Linked DNA regions of Triticum aestivum: region 1 is linked to region 2. The links are chromatin contacts, called in public Hi-C maps. All regions are on one chromosome and are shown on one strand. Each heading gives the region's core, a stretch centred on a gene start, on an enhancer-like site or on the middle of the called end of the contact. The rest is flanking DNA. Distances are from core to core; before and after follow the strand shown. Region 1 has its middle 80 kb from the start of LOC100873145. Region 2 holds the start of LOC100873145 (transcription factor NIGTH1).

Region 1 (6,894 bases), core at 1,445-3,944, 81 kb before region 2:
TACACGATATTGGAAGACCAAATGTTGATCAAGGCTTGGAGTGCGGTGTCTCTCGATGCTTGCACCGGTACATCTCAAACCGCCAAGAGGTATTGGCAAAGGATCGAAGATCAATACTTCCGCATGATGGGAAAGTATCCCAATAGGACTCCACGCACCTTTCGCTCACCCCAAGGTCGTTGAGACGTGATCAAGCCGATTTGTAGCCGTTGGGCTGCTTGCTTGGAACAAGTTCGCAACGCACTTTCAAGTGGAACTGTGGGATCCGACTATGTGAGTTCATTTTCACGTACCAAGTTGTGCAAATAATTTGTACCATTTAAAGTGATTGCATCATTTGACATTGTTTTATTTGTGTTGGAGAAATTGCCCAACAAAGATACAAAGACATGGAAGCTTTCGAATGCAATTTTTTAAAACTAGAGCATTGTTGGGAATTACTAAAAGGGTGTGACAAGTGGAAGTTGATTGATAGACAATCCCCACCGAAAAGGGGTTCACTTACGAACATGGATGAAGATGATGATGGCCCAGGAAACTTGAATAAGCCCGATAGAGAAAAGAAGACAAAGGAGAAGATTAAGAGGGAACAAGATGCATCGAGCTTGCTGGACAAGATAGATGCCATGGTGCAATCAAGTCTGTTGATGCTGTCGAAGACATTGGAGGCAAATAAAGAGTTTGTCAAGAAGAAGGCACGAGAGAAGCAAGAGAAGTGGAAATTGCTCAAGGAGGAGGGGTTGCGCAAGGCGGCCTTTGAGGAGAGAAGAGCCTATGCCGCTGAGACCAAAGCCATGGCCAAGCTTCTTGCCAAAGAGAACAGGATCATGTCACTGAACCGCGATGACATGGACGACATCACCAAAGAATGACATGATATGGCAACGAGAGACATCTTGAGGAGGAGGATGCTAGCGGCGGCCGGTGGGTGTTTTGGCTCCGGTGATGTTTTTCCATCAGGAGCTGGAACCAGTGCCATTGATGCATTCAGTTCGTCCGGCGATGCTTTCGCTGCCGGAGTTGGAACAAGCGTCGGTGATGGATTTGGGGGCGGCGATAGCATTGATGGTGGTGGTGCGGTGTGAAGATCGCCACAACAGGTGAAAAGCGACCAAGATGCTGGTGGATGTGGTCATCGCTTTTGCATGAAGTCCTTTTGCGTTTGTCGTACTCCCTCCGTTCAGGTGTGTATGGCGTCTAAGAGAAACCATCTTTTTTAAAAGTTTTAGTCGCATATAGGTAGTTAAACCAGCCTCGTTTTACAGTCTCTTGTTTTGGCTCCCCGTGCAACCATTTTTAAATGTCGTGTGAATGAAAACTGATGACCTGCGGTATGTGTTAAGCCAATGCATGCACAATTAGTTAGTTGATTATTGGTCAGCCCGAGGGAAAAATTGGAAGGCAATTAACTAGCACACGTATTGTTGCATGCATGCGCAGCTAGTTGAGGAAGGAAAAGGTCAGGCAATAAATTGGCGTGTCTAGCGAGATTTACCAGCAAGAATTAAGGGCTAAACTTGCTCGGTAATTAGCTATTTTCCTGGTTTAAATTTTTCCCTTCACCCACTCCCCTCGCGCCTAGATCACGCTGCCCTTCCTTAGGCACCCAACACACCTGGACGGAGGGAGTACAAAACTATGCTTTTTATTTGCACGCGAACTATGTTTTATTCATCGAATTTTAACTCAAGTGTTGGAATCACTGTCAAATTCGCTAATCGGGGGTTTTTGGTTTGTGGGACGACGTGGGTTGCGGTCGAGCAGACCCGCGTAGCCGACCCGTAAAACAACATATTTACGGGTCGGTTACGCGAGGTCTACAACTGCAGCCCGCATCGACCCGTAAAACCGTTTTTCAGCGAACTGTATACGCATTTTGCGGGTCAACAATATACGAAGTATGCTAAGCTCCTCCTCCCGGTGATCTTATTCCGTCTCTGCAGCTATAACGGCGACGAAACAATCACAGCGAGGGGCAGACTGCAAACTGAGCGTAGTTTCAAACAAAGAATTAACAGCGACTTGTGCGCATGCGCATCCTTGTCGATGCAAATTGCGTGAATATGCTCTGCTCTGCAAAGCGGAATCGAATCTGCGCGAATCCACTGTGGACTGTGGTAGATAGCGACCTATGCCTATGTATTGTACGCATCCAGAGGTAGATATCTAGTTGTGCTGCCGCTCATGTACATACTCAACTGTTGCAGCTTCTGTTGGTAGGAGCATTTGCGTACGGCCTTAATAAGTTTGTTGGCATTGAGGGGAGGAGATTCGTAGTTCTGGGCTCCAGCCAGCGAGGTGACGATCTCGTCTAGGGCCCGAGAATTTTCATCAAGCTACTAGGCTAGTCATAATGGTAGTAACATAAGTAGTAATATAGATGTCATGTAAGCAAAAAAAATAACGTGTCATGTAATTAAAGAGGAAAGAGACAAATAGAGTAACATAATATGTTACCATCACATAGCGGTTTCCAATACAAAATGAATCTACAAAGCAATAAATAAAAATATGCATGTTACTACACTTATAACACTTCCCACTATGAAAATGGTAACATGGAATAGTAACATATGTATGTTACTAGTCTAAATTACTCCCACTATGACTAGCCTCACAGGCTCACAGCCAGTAAAATGATAGGTGGAGATGGACCCATACAAATCAGTGCCGCCCATCAAGCCGTCCGGCGGATTCTGGCAAGGTGCCGTCACTGTCCTGAAAGATTGGCGCCATGATTCCATACGTATCGACCGTACACGTGTCTTGCATTTTGGCCACCAATAAATTGTCGAGGACACTGACCAGCGATCGAATTACATGCATGTACTTAAAGCTCAGGGAAGAAAAAGAGCAAGGCAGTGGATCGGGTTGTGTTCGATTTTGATCCTTTGCGTCCTATGCACAGGCAGGACAGAGCTTCGGTGCCTTAAAGGCACCTACCTTTGGGTCCATGACAGGTGGGCTAGCCACCTGTTAGGCCCACGTGTCATAGGCCCAAAGGCAGGTGCCTTAAGGCGCCGAAGCAGCGTCCGCACATGCAATACCTGTATACAGACTTTGTACCTTTGCTGTATGAAAGTACATCACTTTACCTCAGAAAGAAAGAGTACAGACATATCACTATGACGCGCGAGCAGTAAAAACACTCCTCCACTGCTCCAGTTGGCATGAATGATCATGCATAGAATACAATAGAATAGATGGTTCTTCTGAATGTCTGCCACTATGGATATGGATTGCAGCATGCCCTTTACACAAGAACAAGATTGCCCACTGCACCACCTTTTCTCCTTCCTCTTTCTGTTGAAAGGAACAGGCATGTGAATTTCCTTGTATGTAATGGACGGAACTGCAATTCCGTGGGCTCTTTTATCCATGACAGGTTGACATTGCTCCTCTCTTCTTCTTTTTTTGCGAATAGACATTGCTCCATATGCTACCTGCACACACACTAGACCTACACCTAAACTACACAGTAGATAGATAGGAGTAGCTGTGAAAGGTTGTTGGGCTAGATAAGAAGCGACGGGGGACCAGATAGAAAGGAAGGACAAGGTCGGCAAAGTTACTAGTAAGTAGGTAAATTATGCTATGTAATTGTGCGCTTGATGCCTCCGTTTCGACAAAAGCAAAAACTGTGCGCTTGATGAGCAGACAGATAAGGAGGATGAACTGACATGGTGCAAGTCAGTTTGGTGCAGTGCAGCCCACTGTCATGTGTTGGCCAATATGAATTTCTGATAGCAGCAGCAAGACAAATCTGGAACAGTAACCACTTTCTGCCCACTTGTAGTTGCCCCCTCATCCTGATTCGCATCAACTAGAACAAGCGATGGATGGCCCTGCCTGGCCCCTTTAACTTTAGGCTTTAGGACAGGGCCAGGGTCACTAGTGGAGTACGTACTACTATAGCAATTTTTCGCTTCCCTGTACTATTGTTTCTTCTCGGTGACATTGCACAAAGTCAATAGACTTTTGGTGTGTTGGGCTCGGCCACTTGGGCATGCATGTTCCACCATTAGTTAAACCTCTACTTTTCTAGGTCAAACATTTCTTTAGCTTTAGCCTCTAGGTACTATCAAACAGATTTATTTATTTTTTAAAACAAGGCAAAAGATTTACCATTTCATTGATTAAGAAGAAGGTTTAGACATGCCACGAAGTGGTTAAAAATAAAATCTACTCTAGCGGTATTACAATATTCAAATGCTTGACCTAGAAAGGAAATGTTAGCTATGTATGTATGTACATGGATATGATGAGGCCTAATTAAATAAAATGTAGACATGAGGGAATGCATCACTGTTCCTTGTGTACATGACTTAGAAACCACTATGCCAATCCTACTACGTACGTGGATGCTATGATGTTATTCAGCAGCATGCATACACTCTACAAAGGTATTGTGACTCATCAACACATATACAATAATTTCCGCGAGATACGCATCTTTCAAGTGGCAGCGAAATATTCTACCATGTTGGCACAAGAGAAAAATCACACGTGTAATCTCCTAAGGAGCCGGCAATTAACAAGAGCAGCCTAAGTGCCTAACTACTACCGCAGCTCCAGTACTCTGAGGTCGACGTCCGATTAACCCATAAATCTTAATATTATTATTAGTCGATCGGTCAGAAGAAGAAGGCGGAAAAAGAAAATGTGCATGTTTGGTCAAATGGAGAGACTTTGTCGATCAACATATTCGCTGTCGAATCTTGGGGAGATATACTCCAGATTCCAGGCTACAATGCTTGTACTATATGTTATCTTGTCGATCCAAGCGTGGAATCTTGCATCGAGATCATCTATCCTATTATGGTTTAATTAACAAGGGAATGTGGCCCAAACGGCGAGCAAGGGCCAATTATGGCTAGGATGATTAAATTAGTGCACAAGAGGCATTTTCTGGCTTAGATATGACCAAGGTTAGGTGTTCCAACATGGCAGCTAGCTAAGGTTCTGATTCTGCTGGCAACTGGCCATACTGGCCAATCAGGAGCCACTGATAAGTAAACTTCAACTCCAGATTTAGTCTAGTAGGAGTATATTCCTTTTCCACAAAAGAGATGAGTATTTGATAGTAGTTTTATTCCATATATGATATGGTCTCAAGTTTCAGTGTTTGCATATGCAGAAGCCAAGCGAACCAATAATACTAGTATTCTTTTTGTGGTAATCAAATTTGACGGAGTAAAAGATAAATTGGCTGTCAAATCCTATAGATAAGCATGCAAAGATGTCTCTTATTCGTCATGTGGTATTTTCATCTCTGTTCTATTTGCAGAAAATTTATACCGAGGAAAAAAAAATCGCATATTCGATGCAGGCCTTATCAGGTTCCATGGCTTGAAGGGAAAAATAATGATAGGGAAGATTGAAGACGCAAAGGTGAATCTCTATAGCTGTCAATGGGAAGCTTCTCTTCCACGTGGAAAATTTGTTTTTCTTCATTGGAGTAGGACATGCAAGAAGAGATCGAGAGAGAACAGTACTAGTAGTACAGCTAAAACTAATCTACCAGTGTACTGTACGTAACACACAAGGGAATATCGAGGGGCCGTCTGTATAGCGATCCGAATCTGCACTGATGGGGGTGGGGGCGATAACCTTTGCCTCCTCGAAGCCTCGAGGAGCCGTTTGATGAGTTGTGTGGCGCCTCCTGTGACCCCAAGAAACCATGGCATGGCATGGATGGCATTGCCATTGCCGCGCCAACCACCACCTGTTGATTGGGTTTTTGGATCCCTTTCCCTTTCTCCTTGTGATCCACGATCATGAATATTCCAGGCCTGCCCGATCAAGGAGTAGTACCACTCAATTATTGGCCCCTGTGCCATCGTCTCGCTGGAAAAAGTTTCTTCCACAAAGAACAGCAAATATAATTTGTTCACACTTGCTACTCTTCCCTCTGCAAGATCGACGGCGACTTGGGATGGATCGAATGCGTTGGTGCGAGAAACTCAGCGCCAAAGATTTGTTTTACTCTGAAAATCATTAATCTTTTCTTTTTCAGGGGAAAATCATGAATCCTTGATTGTGTTTGATTTGAACTTCTTTGAAAATCCACTCACGGGTTTCCACCTAGTACTGTAGTAGTTAACTGAAAGAAGGTGCGCCACAACACACGCTAGGTCTTTCCATCCATTTCATCGTGTACATCAAGATTGGAATACAGATCCTATGGGCTATTGGAGACATGCTTCTGATGGAAGCTCCCATCAAAATGGTGACAATAATTGCCGCACATGCATATATACCTCTGCCTCTCTAGTCTCTACCACTCCTCCATCTATCGTATCGTCTCATGTGGAGTGGAGTGGAGGAGGAGAATCGTCTGCACGTATGCACTAGCAAGAAAGGGACCAAGCGATGCAAATGCAGCCCAGAGGTTGCCATCACCACAAAGGAGGAGGAGAAGACAAGGCATCACAAATTCAGAACCCAATTCAGCCATGCAATGCAATTGCAAGCATAGTTTAGCTCATCATGCACTGCGTCTGCGTGCATGGGGAATCTAATCCAATCCACCACTACTGAAAAGAAAATGCCGGCCATGTCCTTGGATGGTACTACTCCTTGCATCCTCCACCTTTTGGGTGGTGGGATGGGAGAGATTCGTTAGCCAAATGCATGCACACATTCAGGCCCTGTTCGGATCAAAGGGAGGGAAACTAAAGGATTGGGAGAAATTGAGGGAAAAGGAAAGGAAACAATGTGTCAAACCGAGGAATACATAGACCATGTAAGAACGATGGCATAGGTGTTCGGAATCCAGGAAAATGGAGTACAGGAAATCTACATAAGTTGGCCCCACCTGATGATTTTTCTATGTAAAAAATGCTAACATGCTGGTTGAGTTCAGTTTAATGGGGCCAACATGCACACATCCAG
Region 2 (6,871 bases), core at 3,462-5,961:
GTATTCTACTAGGTTGTGCGGTAAATTCATTGTCTATGACCAAATACGAGATATGCATTTTTCAAAAGGATAGGTTGTGCGGTAGATACACTTTCTATAGCCAAATACAAGGTATACATTTTTCACAAGAATAGGCTGTGCGGTAGATACACTTTTTGTGGCCAAATACGAGATATACATTTTTCACGAGAAAATACCTCATGATCATGTGTGACAGCTATTTATATAAGGCATGACGTACTTTTATCTATTCTGGTTGTTGAAAACTTCAGAACCGGGTGACAACCAACCAAACATGTGTAGACTCTCACCGGTGAGACTAAAATGGTGAAAGAAAATCAATGACGCGCTTTTATGAGATGATGAAAATTGTACAAAAGCTAAATTCAAAAGGTAGGACGAAACAAAATTATATTGACCTACCTCAAAAATTAAAGAAAAGGAAATCAACGACGCGCTTTTGTGAGGTAATGAATATGAACTTATTATGTAACCCCAACGCCGCATACCCATGCATATCGAGACAATCAATATATCCAGCTAATACAAATTCAGAATATAGAATGAATACATGCATATGCAATTAAATTTGCAATTTACATACAAATCACCCCCGCCTATCATATCTGACCGAATATACTACCTTGATAAGATGCACTCGCATTTGTGCTTTCGATTAATTGAAACCAAAACTCAGCATCCAATTAGTACTATCGCATATTTTTCTTTCTTCTAACAGATCTATCTGTTACGATTGAGATGCTGCTTCATCAAATATTCATAGAGTATATTCTTTTAAACAAGTGCTAGCGATTGAGAACGAATATGTATGCAATTAAATTTGTATATTCTTTTACACATGTGCTAACGATTGAGATGTTGCTTCATCAAATATTCATAGGGTATACCTAAATTTAGTTCTAATATTAAAAATTAATAATTATTCAACTTTTAGTTTATATTAGAGTGTTCTATAGTCCGTTGTAGATGATAACATGTTCTGCATTTTACTTCAAGCTAGCAATGGCTAAAATTAGTAGTGGAATGACACAATATAGCATGCTAGAAATCCTACAGGCCGAGTGATGCATATTTGGAGGTGTTTCCTAAAAAAGAATATCTTGTGGCTGGATATTTCAAAACCCCCATGCATATTCCATTGTGAAATGGTGTCACCACTCTAATGAGATAAAGATCAAAGTGGGGCAATTCATATCTTCTCACGGATTGGGTCTCTAAATTCGACTTCGGGATTACTATTGTGCTTGATGTTTCTTTGTTACTTTCATACTTGTCAAGTGCTAGTTTTTACATGGACATGATATGTGTGTATTCTACTACTTGTGCAATAGATACACTTTCTGTGTCCAAATATGAGGTATACATTTTTCACAAGAAAATACCTCATGACCATGTGTGACAACTATTTATATAAGGCATGCCATGCTTTTACCTATTCTGGTTGTTGAAAACTTCAGAACCGAGTGACAACCAACCAAACATGCCTAGACTCTCACTAGTGAGACTAAAATGGGAAAGAAAATCATCGCGCTTTTGCGAGAGAATAAAAATTATACAAAAGCTAAATTCAACAAATAAAACGAAAGAAAATTATATTGACCAACCGCAAAAATTAAAGAAAAGAGAATCAACGACGCGCTTTTATGAGACAATGAATACAAACTTATTATATAACCTCAGTGCTGCATACACATGCATATCTAGACAAAACAATATATCCAGCTAATACAAATCCAAAATATTGAACGAATACGCATGCAATTAAATTTGTCATTTATGTACATATTACCCCTCTGTATTGTATCTGGCCAATATACTACCTTGATAAGATACACTCGTATTTGCCGCTTACGATTAATTGATACCAAAACTCAACATGTCCAATTAGTACCATCGCATATTTTTCTTTCTTCTAAGAGATCTGTCTGTTACAATTGAGATGCTCCTTCATCAAGTATTCATAGGCTATATTCTTTTATGCAAGTGCTAGCGATTGAGAATGAATACATATGCAATTTAATCTGTATATTCTTTTACGCATGTGCTAACGATTGAGATGTTGCTTCATCAAATATTCATAGGGTATACCTAAATTTAGTTCTAACATTAAAAATTAATAATTATTCAACTTTTAGTTTATACTAGAGTGTTCTATAGTCCGTTGTAGATGATAACATATTCTGCATTTTACTTCAACCTAGCAATGGCTAAAATTGGTAGTGGGAATGACAAAATATAGCATGCTAGCAATCCTACAGGCCGGATGATGCATATTTGAGGGTGTTTTCTAAAAAAGAATATCTTGTGGCTGGATATTTCAAAAACCCCATGCATATTCCATTGTGAAATGATGTCACCACTCTAATGAGATAAAGATCAAAGTGGGGGCAATTCATATCTTCTCACGGATTGAGTCTCTAAATTCGACTTCGGGATTACTGTTTGTGCTTGATGTTTCTTTGTTACTTCATAGTTGTCAAGTGCTAGTTTTTACATGGACATGATATGTGTGTATTCTACTACTTGTGCGATAGATACACTTTCTATGTCCAAATATGAGGTATACATTTTTCACAAGAAAATACCTCATGACCATGTGTGACAACTATTTATATAAGGCATGCCATACTTTTACCTATTCTGGTTGTTGAAAACTTCAGAACTGAGTGACAACCAACCAAACATGCCTAGACTCTCACTAGTGAGACTAAAATGGGAAAGAAAATCGTCGCGCTTTTGCGAGAGAATGAAAATTGTACACAAGCTAAATTCAAAAGATAAAACGAAAGAAAATTATATTGACCATCCGCAAAAAATAAAGAAAAGAGAATCAACGACGCGCTTTTATGAGACAATGAATACGAACTTATTATGTAACCTCAGTGTTGTGTAGACATGCATATCTAGACAAAACAATGTATCCAGCTAATACAAATCCAAAATATTGAACGAATACGAATGCAATTAAATTTGTAATTTATGTACATATTACCCCTGTGTATTGTATCTGGCCAATATACTACCTTGATAAGATACACTCGTATTTGCCGCTTATGATTAATTGATACCAAAACTCAACATGTCCAATTAGTACCATCGCATATTTTTCTTTCTTCTAAGAGATATGTCTGTTACAATTGAGATGCTCCTTCATCAAGTATTCATAGGGTATATTCTTTTACGCAAGTGCTAGCGATTGAGAATGAATATGTATGCAATTTAATCTGTATATTATTTTATGCAAGTGCTAACGATTCAGATGCTGCTTCATCAAATATTCATAGGGTATACCTAAACTTAGTTCATATATAAAAAGTTAATGCTGATTCAACTTTCAGTTTAGTTTAGAGTGTCCTATAGTCCGTTGTAGATGATAACATATTCTGCATTTTACTTTAGGCTAGCAATGGATAAAATTAGTAATAATGACACCATATAGCATGCTAACTATCCTACGGGCCGGGTGATGCATATTTGGAGGTGTTTCCTAAAAGGATATCTTGTGGCTGGATATTTCAAAAAACCCATGCATATGCCACTGTGAAATGATGTCACCACTCTAATGAGACAAAGATCAAAGGGGGGCAATTCATATCTTCTCATGAATTGGGTCTTGAAATTCGACTTTGGGATTACTGTTGTGTTTGATGTTTCTTTATTACTTTCATAGTTGTGACGTGATGCATATATCCTACTAGGTTGTGAGGTAGAATACACTTTCTATGGCCAAATACGAGGTATACATTTTTCACAAGAAAGTACCTCATGGCCATGTGTGATAACTGTTTATATAAGGCATGCCATACTTTTACCTATTTTGGTTGTTGAAAACTTCACAACCGGGTGACCACCAACCAAACATGATCATGAAGTTAGACATGTATAGAAAATTGAAGTGAAGACGGTTTAGAGAGCAGTTTATGTCATATTTTTGCACGAGAAGTCAATGTTGATTAGAGTGTTCGGTGTTACAAGTTGCAAAACTAATATAACAACAAATATGGAACTTGACCCATGAGCGCAACTCACTATGTTCCGAAGAAGCATAAAATTGTACCAAAGCTAAATTCAAAAGATAAAACGAAAGAAAATCATAATGACCAACCGCAAAAATTAAAGAAAAAGAAACCAACCATGCACTTTTACGAGACAATCAACACGAACTTATTATGTAACCTCGGTGCCGCGTATGCATGCATATCTAGACAAATCATTATATCCAGCTAATACAAATCCAGAATATAGAATGAATACGTATACCATTAAATTCGTAATTTATGTACACATCCCCCGCTGTCTATCGTATCCGATCGATATACTACCTTGATAAGATACACACGTATTTGACGCCTACGATTAATTGCTTCCAAAACTAAACATTTCCAATTAATACGACCGCATATTTTCTTCTTCTTCTAATAGCCTGAACAAAAAGGCATTTTGCATCTTCCCTCTGACCCCAATAGCACAAGCTCAATCTGGTTGAAAGTGTGTACAACACCCGCAAAAAAAAAGGTGTGTACAAGACATATTTTGAATTTGTTGGCATGCATAGGCAAGTGGGCTAAAGCTTAAAAGCCATAAAATCCAAGGGCCTTGATGGAAACTGACGTTCATTGTAGCTATCTGTAGGTGACGTGAAAAATCGTCCTCGTCTCATCCTCGCACACTCTCGAGATTCTCCCCCCTCCCAATGCTTCTCCTCCTCTATATAAACGTCCCCATTCACCCACCTCCTCCCTCCAGTTCACATCCACCTCATACTTTCTCTTGCAACAAGTCAGTAAAGATTCCGTTTGGAGAGCGAGAGCTCCGGTGTAAAACCATGGGTCTGGATGTAGGAGAGATCGGCATGGGCGCAGATTTGAGCCTGGATTTGAAGATGTTCGCGGCCAAGAGCCTGGGGCGGGTGAGGGAAGCGCCGGCGGCCGCCATGGACGACTGTATCCGGAGGCTGGAGGAGGAGAAGAGCAAGATCGAGGTGTTCCGGCGCGAGCTCCCCCTCTGCGCACGCCTCCTCGCTGACGGTGAGAGAGAAACTTCTTGCTTGCTTGCTTGTGCTAGTACTAGCTATTATCCCTTTGTTGTTTTCTTCTTTTTGGGGAGCCTTTCTTGACGTGGTTTGGTTGCTTGCGCAGTGATTGATGTGATGAAGAAGGAGGTGGAGGAGAAGAAGAGAGGCGGCGATCGAGGAGAGGACAAGGAGGACGCCGGCGCAGGCGACAAGAGCAACTGGATGAGCACCGCGCAGCTCTGGACCGGCGATTCCGTCCCGGGGGACGATGCTTCCGAGGTAGGATCCGGCGATTCAGTTGCCCGCGTGCTTGCTTGTTGTCGATGAAGCATTTATGATCATTAAATCGTGGTGGTTTTATTGTGTTTGGGGTTCTGAAAGTTTGCGCCTTTTTACGATTGCAGAAGCAGGGTGAGAGGAGGAGGTCGTCGGTGCCGGAATCTCGCGACGGCGCTGCCTTACCGTTCAAGGCCGTGGGCTCCGGCGCGCCGGCGTTCGCGCCGCCGAGTTTGAGGAAGGATGACAAGGCTGTGGGGATGCCGGATCTGCCGTTTCTGTCGCCGGCACCGATCAAGACCTCTCTGGCTGCTGCTACCGGCGGCGCTGAAGAAAGCCGCCGTCAGCTTGTGGGATTTGCGCAAGAAGCGGCGAGGGCTGCGGCCGCCCTGGCACCGGCTGCCCCTTCCCTAAGCCTCCAGGCGCAGTCGCAGCAGACAGCACAGCAGCAGCAGCAGCAGCAGCAAGCGAGGAAGGCGCGGCGGTGCTGGTCGCCGGAGCTGCACCGCCAGTTCGTCACTGCCCTGCACCAACTCGGTGGTCCCCAAGGTGAGCGCTTCACAAATACTCCCAGAACTGGATATAATATCAAGAACACCCAGTAGATATATATAGTAGCAGCAAATTATTGAGAGCTTACATGGCTGTTATCCTTGCCATGATTGCAGTTGCTACTCCAAAGCAAATCAGGGAGCTGATGAAGGTGGATGGCCTGACCAATGATGAAGTGAAGAGCCATCTCCAGGTGAGCAATTCACCACTATCTTTCACAAACTTCTGTCCATGTACTACTAATGATGGAATTTATTACTAGCTTTTACTAATTTGCATTGACACTAATGTGAATCATGTATTGTTTTTCTTATGGTTCAGAAATACCGTCTGCACAACCGAAGGGCGCCAGGATCTCCGGCAGCCAACCGGCCGATCGTGCTCATGGGAGGGCTCTGGATAACTCAGGAGCAGAGCAGCTCCCAGTCAGGGGGATCACCTCCGGGGCCCCTAAACTTCTCAAGCTCAGGCGTAGCTGCCTCATCGGTGACGGTCAGCGGCGAGGAGGAAGATGGCAGATCAGAGAGCTATGGCTGGAAATGATCGATCAAGAAGTTATATTAGTGTTTGTTCAGAGTTTCCTGGTCGATTCCATGGCGCGCGATGACAGTGGTATCTTGAGAGATTCCTGAGACAGGATTGTAGTGTAGCCTTTTTTGTTGTATGCAGGGTGATCAAGCCTTGAGTGCTTTGAGATGAAACTCTTGCTGTTATTATGTAAGTACATCGGAAAGAGGTTATACTAGTTACAATTTTGCGGATATGTTAATCTAAAAAGGTTGGGGCAGAGCTACAATTTTCGCCCAGAGAATTTACCAATGATCAGTGTCAGACTTTCTCTTGATAAGCAAATTTCCGTATGGATTAAGTACAGTATACAGCTTTTCATAAAGCTTGCTGCTGTTGTTTGTTGATTCAACTGAAAGTCAGTTGCAGGTAGATTCTGAACTTGTGATTGTGCCCGTGTTTTGCTTCTCTCCAGCAAATTAAGGTGCATTTTTCTGCTTC

What was found. Hi-C and Micro-C count contacts between places; a contact is called where the count stands out from the background.
Region 1: a Hi-C map of leaf shows a contact between it and region 2, with 4 times the contacts expected there. The contact joins the enhancer-like site here to the promoter of LOC100873145 in region 2. A contact is called at or near these places in 4 of 5 Hi-C or Micro-C datasets (leaf and an unstated tissue) and 1 of 1 datasets of contacts at active chromatin or transcription factors (leaf).

The regions. Positions count from the first base shown.
Region 1 is chr2B:391,770,216-391,777,109 of IWGSC CS RefSeq v2.1, reverse strand. No RefSeq gene overlaps it. Among protein-coding and RNA genes, the nearest start is that of LOC100873145, 80 kb to the right of the region's middle. Within about 2 kb of position 2,694, at least 6 of the 8 cell types and tissues checked have an H3K27ac peak or open chromatin away from gene starts, as enhancers often do. A contact at or near this core is called in leaf, where this site is marked.
Region 2 is chr2B:391,691,338-391,698,208 of IWGSC CS RefSeq v2.1, reverse strand. It overlaps LOC100873145 (transcription factor NIGTH1), which reads left to right and starts at 4,711. Exons shown (of 5, transcript XM_044468009.1): 1 at 4,711-5,048; 2 at 5,160-5,314; 3 at 5,440-5,860; 4 at 5,980-6,056; 5 at 6,185-6,624. The coding sequence starts at 4,715. The coding sequence ends at 6,406.